2 separate regions of the Mus musculus genome follow, and region 1 is linked to region 2. Evidence: chromatin contacts called from public Hi-C data. All regions are on one chromosome and are shown on one strand. The core of a region is the stretch at or near the end of the contact, and the rest is flanking DNA. Distances in the headings are between cores, read along the strand shown.

What was found. Hi-C and Micro-C count contacts between places; a contact is called where the count stands out from the background.
Region 1: a contact with region 2 is called in a Hi-C map of uterus, with 4 times the contacts expected there. The contact joins two enhancer-like sites. A contact is called at or near these places in 3 of 15 datasets of contacts at CTCF or cohesin (embryonic stem cells and stem cell-derived epiblast-like cells), 23 of 484 Hi-C or Micro-C datasets (the HL-1 cell line, differentiating embryonic stem cells, embryonic stem cells and 5 more) and 1 of 115 datasets of contacts at active chromatin or transcription factors (embryonic stem cells).

The regions. Positions count from the first base shown.
Region 1 is chr8:24,519,117-24,523,491 of GRCm38.p6, forward strand. No RefSeq gene overlaps it. Among named protein-coding and RNA genes, the nearest start is that of 9130214F15Rik, 18 kb to the left of the region's middle. Within about 2 kb of position 2,100, at least 45 of the 459 cell types and tissues checked have an H3K27ac peak or open chromatin away from gene starts, as enhancers often do. A contact at or near this core is called in uterus, where this site is marked.
Region 2 is chr8:24,282,435-24,287,217 of GRCm38.p6, forward strand. No RefSeq gene overlaps it. Among named protein-coding and RNA genes, the nearest start is that of Gm30633, 97 kb to the right of the region's middle. Within about 2 kb of position 2,682, at least 4 of the 459 cell types and tissues checked have an H3K27ac peak or open chromatin away from gene starts, as enhancers often do. A contact at or near this core is called in uterus, where this site is marked.

The DNA.
Region 1 (4,375 bases), core at 850-3,349, 240 kb after region 2:
ACGGGGTTCTCTCGGATGAGCAAGACGCTCACACAGCCTCAAGTTTCAGGCCTCAAAGCTGTCCTGATTTAAATTTAATAAGAAGGTCCAGGTATAAAATCAAGTTGGAAGGAGGTAGACCCCACAAGTCCTTTGCCCCAGGCAATTTGCTGCAGACCGCTTAGATGTCTATGAATAAGCAGACCCTTGGTTTTATTTTTAAGTGGCTCTTGCCACCCCCTACTTATGCCAGAAGTCTGAGTTGTATTTAGTGTTGACTGTACTCTTAGTGAGGTTCCCCAAGCTCCTCTCAGCTTACTCCAGTCTTCCCTTCGCTCCACAAACAGGAAACCGCCTGTACAACAGGAAGTGACGTCACGGGACTTGCAGCTAAGGAGGAAGCACAAACAAACCGGAAACTGAGGAATGAGAGCGGTGGGAGGGGAGAGAGTAGCCATGAGACAACGAGGCAGGGGTGGGGTGGGGTGGGGTGGGGTGGGACAGGAGCAGGGATAAGTTTAAGTGTGTAGGATGCTCAGCAGAAAAAGATGGGCGGGACCACACTGTGATGCTGAACTGGGAGGCGTTTACAATAGCGTGATCTCAGAAAGCTGCTCCAAATCCTCTAGGAAAACGGGCAACCCTGTCTCAGCAGCTAGGTCGGGAGCCCCTGTTCAGGGGCTGTAGGTTTTAGGTTTTGAGAAGGGGGCACCTTGATGTCACTGCATGTTGCACAGGCATATTCTGTGTAACTGTCCTTGTTATGACATGGTTAACTGCTCCATCCTTTGTCATCCCATTTGTCTTTGGATGTTGCTTACGTTTAATGCAAAGGGGCAAAGGCCAGCCTGCAGGTCCAAGGACCACCGCAGCAATTAGAGTGAGTCCACGTTGACGTGAGCCTCTGAATACGCCACTAGTGAGCCAGCAAATGCCTAGGTGTAAGGTTGGGCTTCGTTTGGAACGTTCTCCTTACAGATGAAGAAACCAAGGCTCTATGGCTAGGCAGAGAGACAACATGGAGATTTCACTGTACAATTTCTACTTATTTGTAGGAGAATCCTGATTTTTATGAAACATCTCCAAGTCTGACTCTTCTCATTAACTTTTTATATTTGGAAGGTAACACTTATTGGCTGCACCAAACCAGTTTGCTTTGAGGTGCCAGAGAGTCACCATTGACTTGAGAAATTCCCGTTTTGAGAAAAGCATCAATCCCTCTATTGCCTGTTTATCTGTCCCTTCAGTTTCTTGAGTTTTTACAGTTTTATTCATTTTACCCATAGTACTACCTCTTTCCTAAGACTGGAACTTTCTTCTCGCTCTGTCTTTCTCTGTCCCTCTCTGTCTGTCTGTCTCTCTCTCTCTTCATGTCCTTCTCTGTCTCTCTCTGTGTCTCTGTCTCTGTGTGTCCTTCTCTCCCCCCCCCCACCCCCATCTCTCTCTCTCTCTTTCAGTGTTGGAGCCAGAACCTGAAGCATTTTTCATGCTACATTCCCAACTCTTGAGTTTTTCTACATTTCAACAGTCATGGTAAAGTTGGAGCTGAGCGCCTGCCATGTAAGCAGAAAAACCTGAGTTCTCTCCCAGAATCCACATAAAGAGACTGGTGCGTCTGGCAGTCACTCATAAACAGAGACCAGCAGGTCTCCAGCATTCACTGGCCAGCCGGCCTAATCTAAATGGCCATTCCCAGGCCAAGTGAGAGAGCCTGTTTCCAATCCAAAGCAGATGATCCCGGAAGACTGATACTCAGAGTTGACCTCCAGCCTCCTCTCGTTATTATCATAAACATCTCGAAGCATTTTCAGACAGAAAAAAAGGACAGGAGCTAAACAACCAAGACCATAGATTTTGATGATAAAACATGACTAAAGTCTTCCCCTTCTTCAAAAAGCAAAACCCGTTCATTAAACGTGAGAGATGAATCATAGGAGTTCGTCCACAGTGTTCTGGAGAGCAAGCAAAACAAAGGAGCCCCCATGAGCTAAGGGCTCTCAGACCGAGATGATGACGACATGACGTGGGAACTAGTTGGAAAAGCAGTCTCCAGGCTGAACTCGGGGCTCGCTGACTCAGGAACCCTGAGAGTGGCCAGAGCACCCATGCCCACCACGTCTTCCTGTGAGGTCAGAGTGTGAGTACCACGCTGCAAATGGGACTGCTTCCCTGTGGTGACTGAGTATGAGCTGTCCCCACCAAATGGTTTTCATGTTCCCCAGCTGGAGTGTGGGGGTGGGGCCTGTGGAGCCTTTAAGGGGTGGGGCCTGTCTGGTCAGCGTAGGTCACTGAGGGGGAGCCTTTGAAGGGTCTAGCCTGGGCCCGGTTTTGTGTTCTCTGATCTACCAGTGTGCTGACTACAGCTGGCAAGAACTCACCACAAGCTATGACCCTCTCCAACTAGGAGCTGAAACAAAGTTCTCTGTGTCTGCATCTGCATGTTGGCAGTGTGATGAGACTCTAAGTAGAGCAAGCCATTAAGAAATTCATTGACGCGGGCAGAATTGGTGGGACTCTGCTCATTTTGACCGCAGCTGTTCTGGTAGGACAGGTTTCCGCATTGGCACAGCTGCAGGCTCACAACCCTTAGTGTGCACTGGCGAGCACTGGGACTCCACACCCCCCCCCCCCATGCTGTCTTGAAATTCCATTAGTGGAGCATAACAACCACACTTAGTTTTCAATCTTATCAAAATGCAAATCCAGAAGGTGGTGTTAATGGCTTCATCCGCTGCCGGCCTCTTACACAACACTGTGTGCTTTAGACTCCTATCTGAGTAGACGGGCTGAAAAATATGAAGGGCACTGAGAAAACTGAACTACCTAAGAACTATGTAGAGCAGGGCATAGCAACAGGTACTTGCAATTCAAGCTCTTGAGAAGCTAAGGCAGGAGGATTTTGAGTTTGAGGCTAGCCCAGGCTACATATTGAGGGAGACCCTGTTTTATAAAACAAAAGGAGGGGAAGGAAGGGGAGAAAGAGGACAGGAAGATGAATTGAAAATGGAGGACTGGAGAGACGGATGGCTCAGGGATTTCCCTGTGGCAGCTGCCTGTGGCTCCAGACCCAGACGACATCTCTGGCAGCAGCAGACACCTGCACTCGTGTGTGCATACCCCATCCCCAGAGATACACACGTATATAATTTAAATGTTTAAAAACTTAGAAGAAAAAGAATAAATAGGTTTTGTCATCCAACGTTCACACACACAAAAACACAGGCACACTTTTTTAAAACCCCTAACATTTTGCCTAGTGTATGTCTGTTCTCTTTAATAATTACACTTAGAAGTCTCCCTGGTGACCATGGAGTCTACAAGAGTAAGAGACGACGGCGAAGCAAACAACATACAAAGAGGTCTTCTTGGAAGTCTCTTCAAAACAGAAATGATCGCCCTTCCCGTAATTTTCCCCCACTGCCTGGAGAGTAAACAGATATTGAGTACTTCCATAGCCTTGATCCGTGAGGAGGAGCAGACACCCCCAAACTCATCAACCGCCATGAGTAGCTAATGACATCCCTGGGTCGTTTTGAACAGGAGAGAGAAGCAGGCTGCTATTCTGGGACTGTTTTCATTCCACAAAAACAGATGCTGTTCCAAAAGAGGAGAGGCCACCAGCCTGGGAGCTCAGAAGCCCCAGGACCAGGACCTTAGAGGTGGATGCTAGGCTTGTACTGCCCAGTTTAGCCAGTCATGATGGGCACCAAGACTCTCTCTGTCTTCACGCAAAGAAGTCGCTCCTGTGCCAGTGGCATCGAGACTCCACCTCTGGAAGCCTTGTGCTGGTCCTCAGGCTCCGTGGTATCAGAAGGGTTGCTTTGGTATGCTCTACATTTTGCCAGTGCTGAGAATGGAAGTGGGGTCCCCATGGCTGAGCTGTACCCCAGAGTCTGCAGTTCTTATACCCAAGCAGATGATTTGGGTTAGATTCTAAAAGTAGAAGGGTTGGGATAGAGAGAGATGGCTCTGTCGGGAGAGCACCCGTCTCACCAAGAGAGAAGCCAAGTTCAGATCCCAGCACCACGTGATAGGCCAGGCGTCCTGGTGCAGCTGGTGCAATGCTGCACCTGGGAATGGGGCACCTGGTTATAAGGTGACGGGGGCAGGGGAGGCTGGAGGGTAGAGGTGTATCCCCAGAGTACATGGCCAGCCAGCCTAGCAGAACTATGTTCCATGAGAGACCCTGTCTCAAAAATGAAAGTGGAAAGTAATTGAAGAAGACACTCAAGGAAAACCTAGCCTTCACACTCACATGAACATACACACACACACACACACACACACACGCACAGGCACATGCACAGGTATGCATGCACACGCACACACACACGCACGCACGCACGCACGCACGCACACACGCACGCACGCACACATACACCTATACCACAAAATA
Region 2 (4,783 bases), core at 1,432-3,931:
GAAAGATGTCGAACAGTTTCTCATAAGTGTTCTTGTTGAGTGTTTTCTTGCTGACAGTAGTCAGATAAGTTCAAACAATATAGGCCGGATCATTGTTCCTATCTCAAATGCTCTTTTAATAAAAGATAATCTAATGCCACCCAGTTTTGTAATAAGGCTGTTTTAACTTCTCTCAGTGTCTTCTTTAACTCTCCTAATATTTGGGATGTAATATTATTTTATTAATTATTTTATTAATAGCACAGACCAGTTTTGTAGTCTACTGCTGAAGGTCTACAGTAGGCCCAGTGCAGACAGAGGAAAAGCAGCTGCCATAGCTGTAGTAAAGACAGGCCTAATTAGATGGTCATCCCAACCAGTGAGAAGGTCTCTACATTTCTATGCATAATCCAATAGGATGTCAGGAAGTAGGAAAACACATGTTCAATGGCATGTAAACCCAAAAAATTGCCTCAAAGAAAAAGAAAAGTATGGTTCCAGCAGAAAAGGGACCAGCCACACACAGTTAAGTTTTTCATGTGATAAGAACTGTCAAAGGCTAGCATCTCTAATAATATCTTTTAGAGAGCAGATCAAGAAACAGTCATGTCGGGGCTGGAGAGATGGCTCAGTGGTTAAGAGCACCAACCGTTCTTCCGAAGGTCCTGAGTTCAAATCCCAGCAACCATATGGTGGCTTACAACCATCTGTAACAAGATCTGATGCCCTCTTCTGGAGTGTCTGAAGACAGCTACAGTGTACTTACATGTAATAAATAAATCTTAAAAAAAAAAAGAAAGAAAGAAAGAAAGAAAAGAAACAGTCATATCATGTCCTGAATAGATGGAAATTTTCAATTCAGGTTTTAAACAGTCTTGACCAGCTTGTCCCAGTCATGAGATATTAGGTACTCTGTTTCAGCTATAGTATATAGAGATATAGCTCTGTATGATTAGATGTTTGTTTAAAGTCCCTGAGTGTCGTATAGAGAATAGGCTCATATTTTCCACGTATTCCTCACTCAGGAATATCATCAACTCTGTGTAAAGAAATGCAATGGGGCTTAAAATGGGGTGTTGTTTAGAAATGCCTCAAGCTTCCCTTCCTATGAATTAACCAAATCCCCTGGGCTAATACAGAAGTACCAACTCATAGAGATACAGAGAGATGGTTAGCAGAGAGCCTCATCTTCTGAACCATCAAGAGAGCCAAGAGACTGGGAATAGGAGGATCCAGAAGTTTAATAACTTCTTGTTTCCATTCTGAAGGAGCTGTCCCATAATTCCCCCTTGTACCGACAGGGTAGGAGTCCTTTGCAGTTGCTGAACCCCAAGGTGAAAGAATGACAGAGAGAAGACTTTAATGGGTAATACTCCCCTTTGCAGATGCACCTACGAAAGGCTTTTAGAACCTCCTGTCATTCCTGATCTCTCAGGGTGCCCAAGGGAGGAAGTCAATAACAGAGCTTCTTCATATATTTATGCAGTATCTGAAAATCTTGCTTAGATGAGCATGCTCCTGACCTACAGAGCATACATAGCAAGCAGTAAATGTAAATATCCTTCCTGCTTAGTTTCAGTTTGTCCCAAATTTGTGTCCCTGGCATCTTGGCAAGGATCCCACATAAGACTTTCTGGGTTACTTACACCTCTGACATCCTCTGAGGGCCCCACATTTGGCACTAGCTGTGGGAGGATGGCCAAGCTGCCTCTCCTGATTAATGCTGAAAGAACTGAAGCAGGAACCAGGGGACGCAAGGCAGCAGAACACTTGAGTGCAATTTGCACAACAAGGCTCATTGTTATGATGATACCTTCAGCATAGAAACCTGCTTCACAGACCTGTGTGCTCAAGGTTATATAAAGCACAGCCATGCCATTTGTCTACATAAAAACATCTGAGGGATGGGAAACATCATTCACCCTAACACTTCTCTAAAAGTCGAGGAACGTTGCAGGCATCTCTGTGTTCCCTCTTACACTTGTTGGCATTCCAAATTCCCTCCTTGAGAAGCATCCGCATTGGGTATCCCCACACTGAAGTCACAAATTCATTATATCTTCACATAACCTTAATTCAAACCCTAAAAGCTCATAACACTTAAAGGGGAAGACGCTGGTGGCAAGTGTGCCTTTGAGCCCTGTGCAGAAATGCTGGATGGATGTATTCCTTACCAGATGGTTTGCGTGTGTCTCTGTGGACCTTTCCCAAAGTTCCAGAAGTGGTTCTTAGAGGACCCACCAGAAGGAGCACCAAGCTGTTTCCCTCCTTCTCCATGTCAGAATGGTTCGCCTACTAAGCGTGTGTGAGAAAGATTATACAGGGAGATGAGATGATAGATGATAGAGAGATGGTCAGACAAACAGATTGACTCTATATGTTCTGTTCCTCGAGAGAACTCTGCCTGATGTACCTGTAGTTCATCTGCAGGACTGAGGCCTCATGGGTTTTTCCCCATCTCACACGACATGTTCACTGACATCCTCATGTCAGCTCATGTTTGGGCATCATGTTAGTGAGACTTAATCGTATATCTTTTAGTGTTACTTGGAGGCACAATCTCACAGCAAACTCTCTGACCCTCTGGCTCTTACAGTCTTCCTGCCACTTTTCCACAATGATCCCTGAGCCTTGGGTGTGGGAATGTTTAGCTGATGCAGCCATGGAGGCTTATGACCAGAGACCTCACAGGAGCGTGAACACCAGACTCTCCCACCAGTTCCTAATTTAAGACTCTGGAGGTTAAGGGCAAGTGTCTGCTGGCTCTCAGACCCAAAGTGTCTGCCAAAGATCTAAAAACATAGAAAACAACATTCTGGAAAAGCAGAGCATGGACAGACGGGGGAGTAAATAGTGCTGGAGAGTTCACTTTCATTTTCTTATGAATTTTTTCTTTTTTATGTATTTCCATTAGTTCTTTGAGAATTTCATATGCATAGCTTGATGATGTCAGCCACCTCCCCCGAGTCCCATAACCACCTTCTCCACACCCACTTCCCTACTCACCGACCTTGAGGTTTTTTTTCTTCTTCTTTTGTTGTTTTCTATCAAGTCCAATTTGTATAGCTGTATGCTGTACTATCCCTGCAAGGTGGCCAACCTACCAGGAGCCACATCATTAAAGTGAATTGAGCCTTCCTCTCTCATCAGCTATCACATACCAATAGCTCCTTATCAAGAGATGAGAATGTATGTGTGTCCCCTTTATTATATAGGGATTTTGTTTGTTTGCTTGCTTGCTTGTTTGTTTGTTTGAGCTTGTGCAGGTCTTTTGTACACTGTCAAACTCACTGTGAGTTTATACATGCCACTGCCCTGTTATGTTCAAAGAATACTGTGTAGACTTAGATTTAAAAAAAAAAAACACTACTTTAATAAGGGTTCTTAAATGCTTTAACCTCCCTTCTAGCCCACCACTTACCAGAGGTAGTAGAAAAGAAAAGTTAATAGAAAACAGAGTGGGGGCTGGGGGGTGGGGTGCACCTGCTTAGAAATAGTTCCTTGGAGCTATTTAGATCTTTGTTGTCCAGTCCTCTAGAAAAACACCAACATGAATCATCAGCTTCATGTATCGGCAACAACAGTTACATCTGGAAGAAACCTCTAGGCTCGCCAATGGGCTGGAGACTATGAAAGCCACAAGAAGCTGCCGGAATATCACAAGAAGTTCTCTGCTAAGTTACTCTCTACAAAATCACAACAAGCAAAGATAAGCAACATGATGCAAGGCGAACCAATGCCAGAGAGTTGGCAAAGACTAGCAAGGCAGAAGAAGATGAACCAAGACCAGAGCCTCCTCCCACTTTCTGTGGGGTCATATTTATATGCGTTCTAAACATCACTTGTCCTCTCACCTGTGTCTGCTTAAGCAAAACATTGTTTCATATGTCTGCTTCAACATTCTTTCACATGTCTGCATTAGCAAAACAACCTTTTACCTGTGTCTGCCTCAGAAAAACATCCTTTCACCTGTCTACCCCAGCCAAAGATCATATGACATAACTGAGTTTCCAAAGAAACCAGAAATTTCCACTTCAACATTGTTTCTATGGTATTATCCACCACCTCCAGAGCTTATACTCTTTCTGCCCTCAATGATCCTTGAGCCTTGGAGAGAGAGGCATGATATGTAAATCCTACTTAGGGCCCAGAACTCCACCGTCCCCTAATTCTCTGTACATTGATAAGTTGAGGGTATCTGTATCAACTGCCATCTACTTTAAGAAGTTTCTTTGATGAGTGTTGAGAGATGCATTAATCTGCTAGAATAGCAATAAGTCATTAAGAGTGATCTTAATACTATATCCATTTATCAGAAGAATAGTAGTAAGTTCTCTCCTAGGGCCTCTCACGTGTCTAGCCATGGGTTTTTGACCCCACTAACAGTGCCACCTATGGGTTCCACTCCTGGAGTAGCCCTTAGATACAGTTAGAAAGTGTTAGTTGCTTACATAAGTAAGTATGCACTATGGCACCCATGGGCATTATTTTATCAGTTCGGTTGGCATTATAGCATGCAAGGATAATAGCTTGCTTGGTGAGTTATATTTTTTAAATACTACTGCTGATAATAATAATGATAATTTTAGAGATAATTTTTGTTACCAAAATATTCCCCAAGCTTTGTGGTTTAGTCCAGGAGAATTTTTACAGGTTTTCATTTTCCACACTTCTAGCTCAGTCTGTTTCTGAACATATTTGAGATGGGAGCACCACATTGAGGCTATGCCTTTGTATGTACCATTCTGGAGGCCAAAGTAGGAGAGTTTGAGACCTGTCTAGGCAATATAGCAGGACTCTTGCT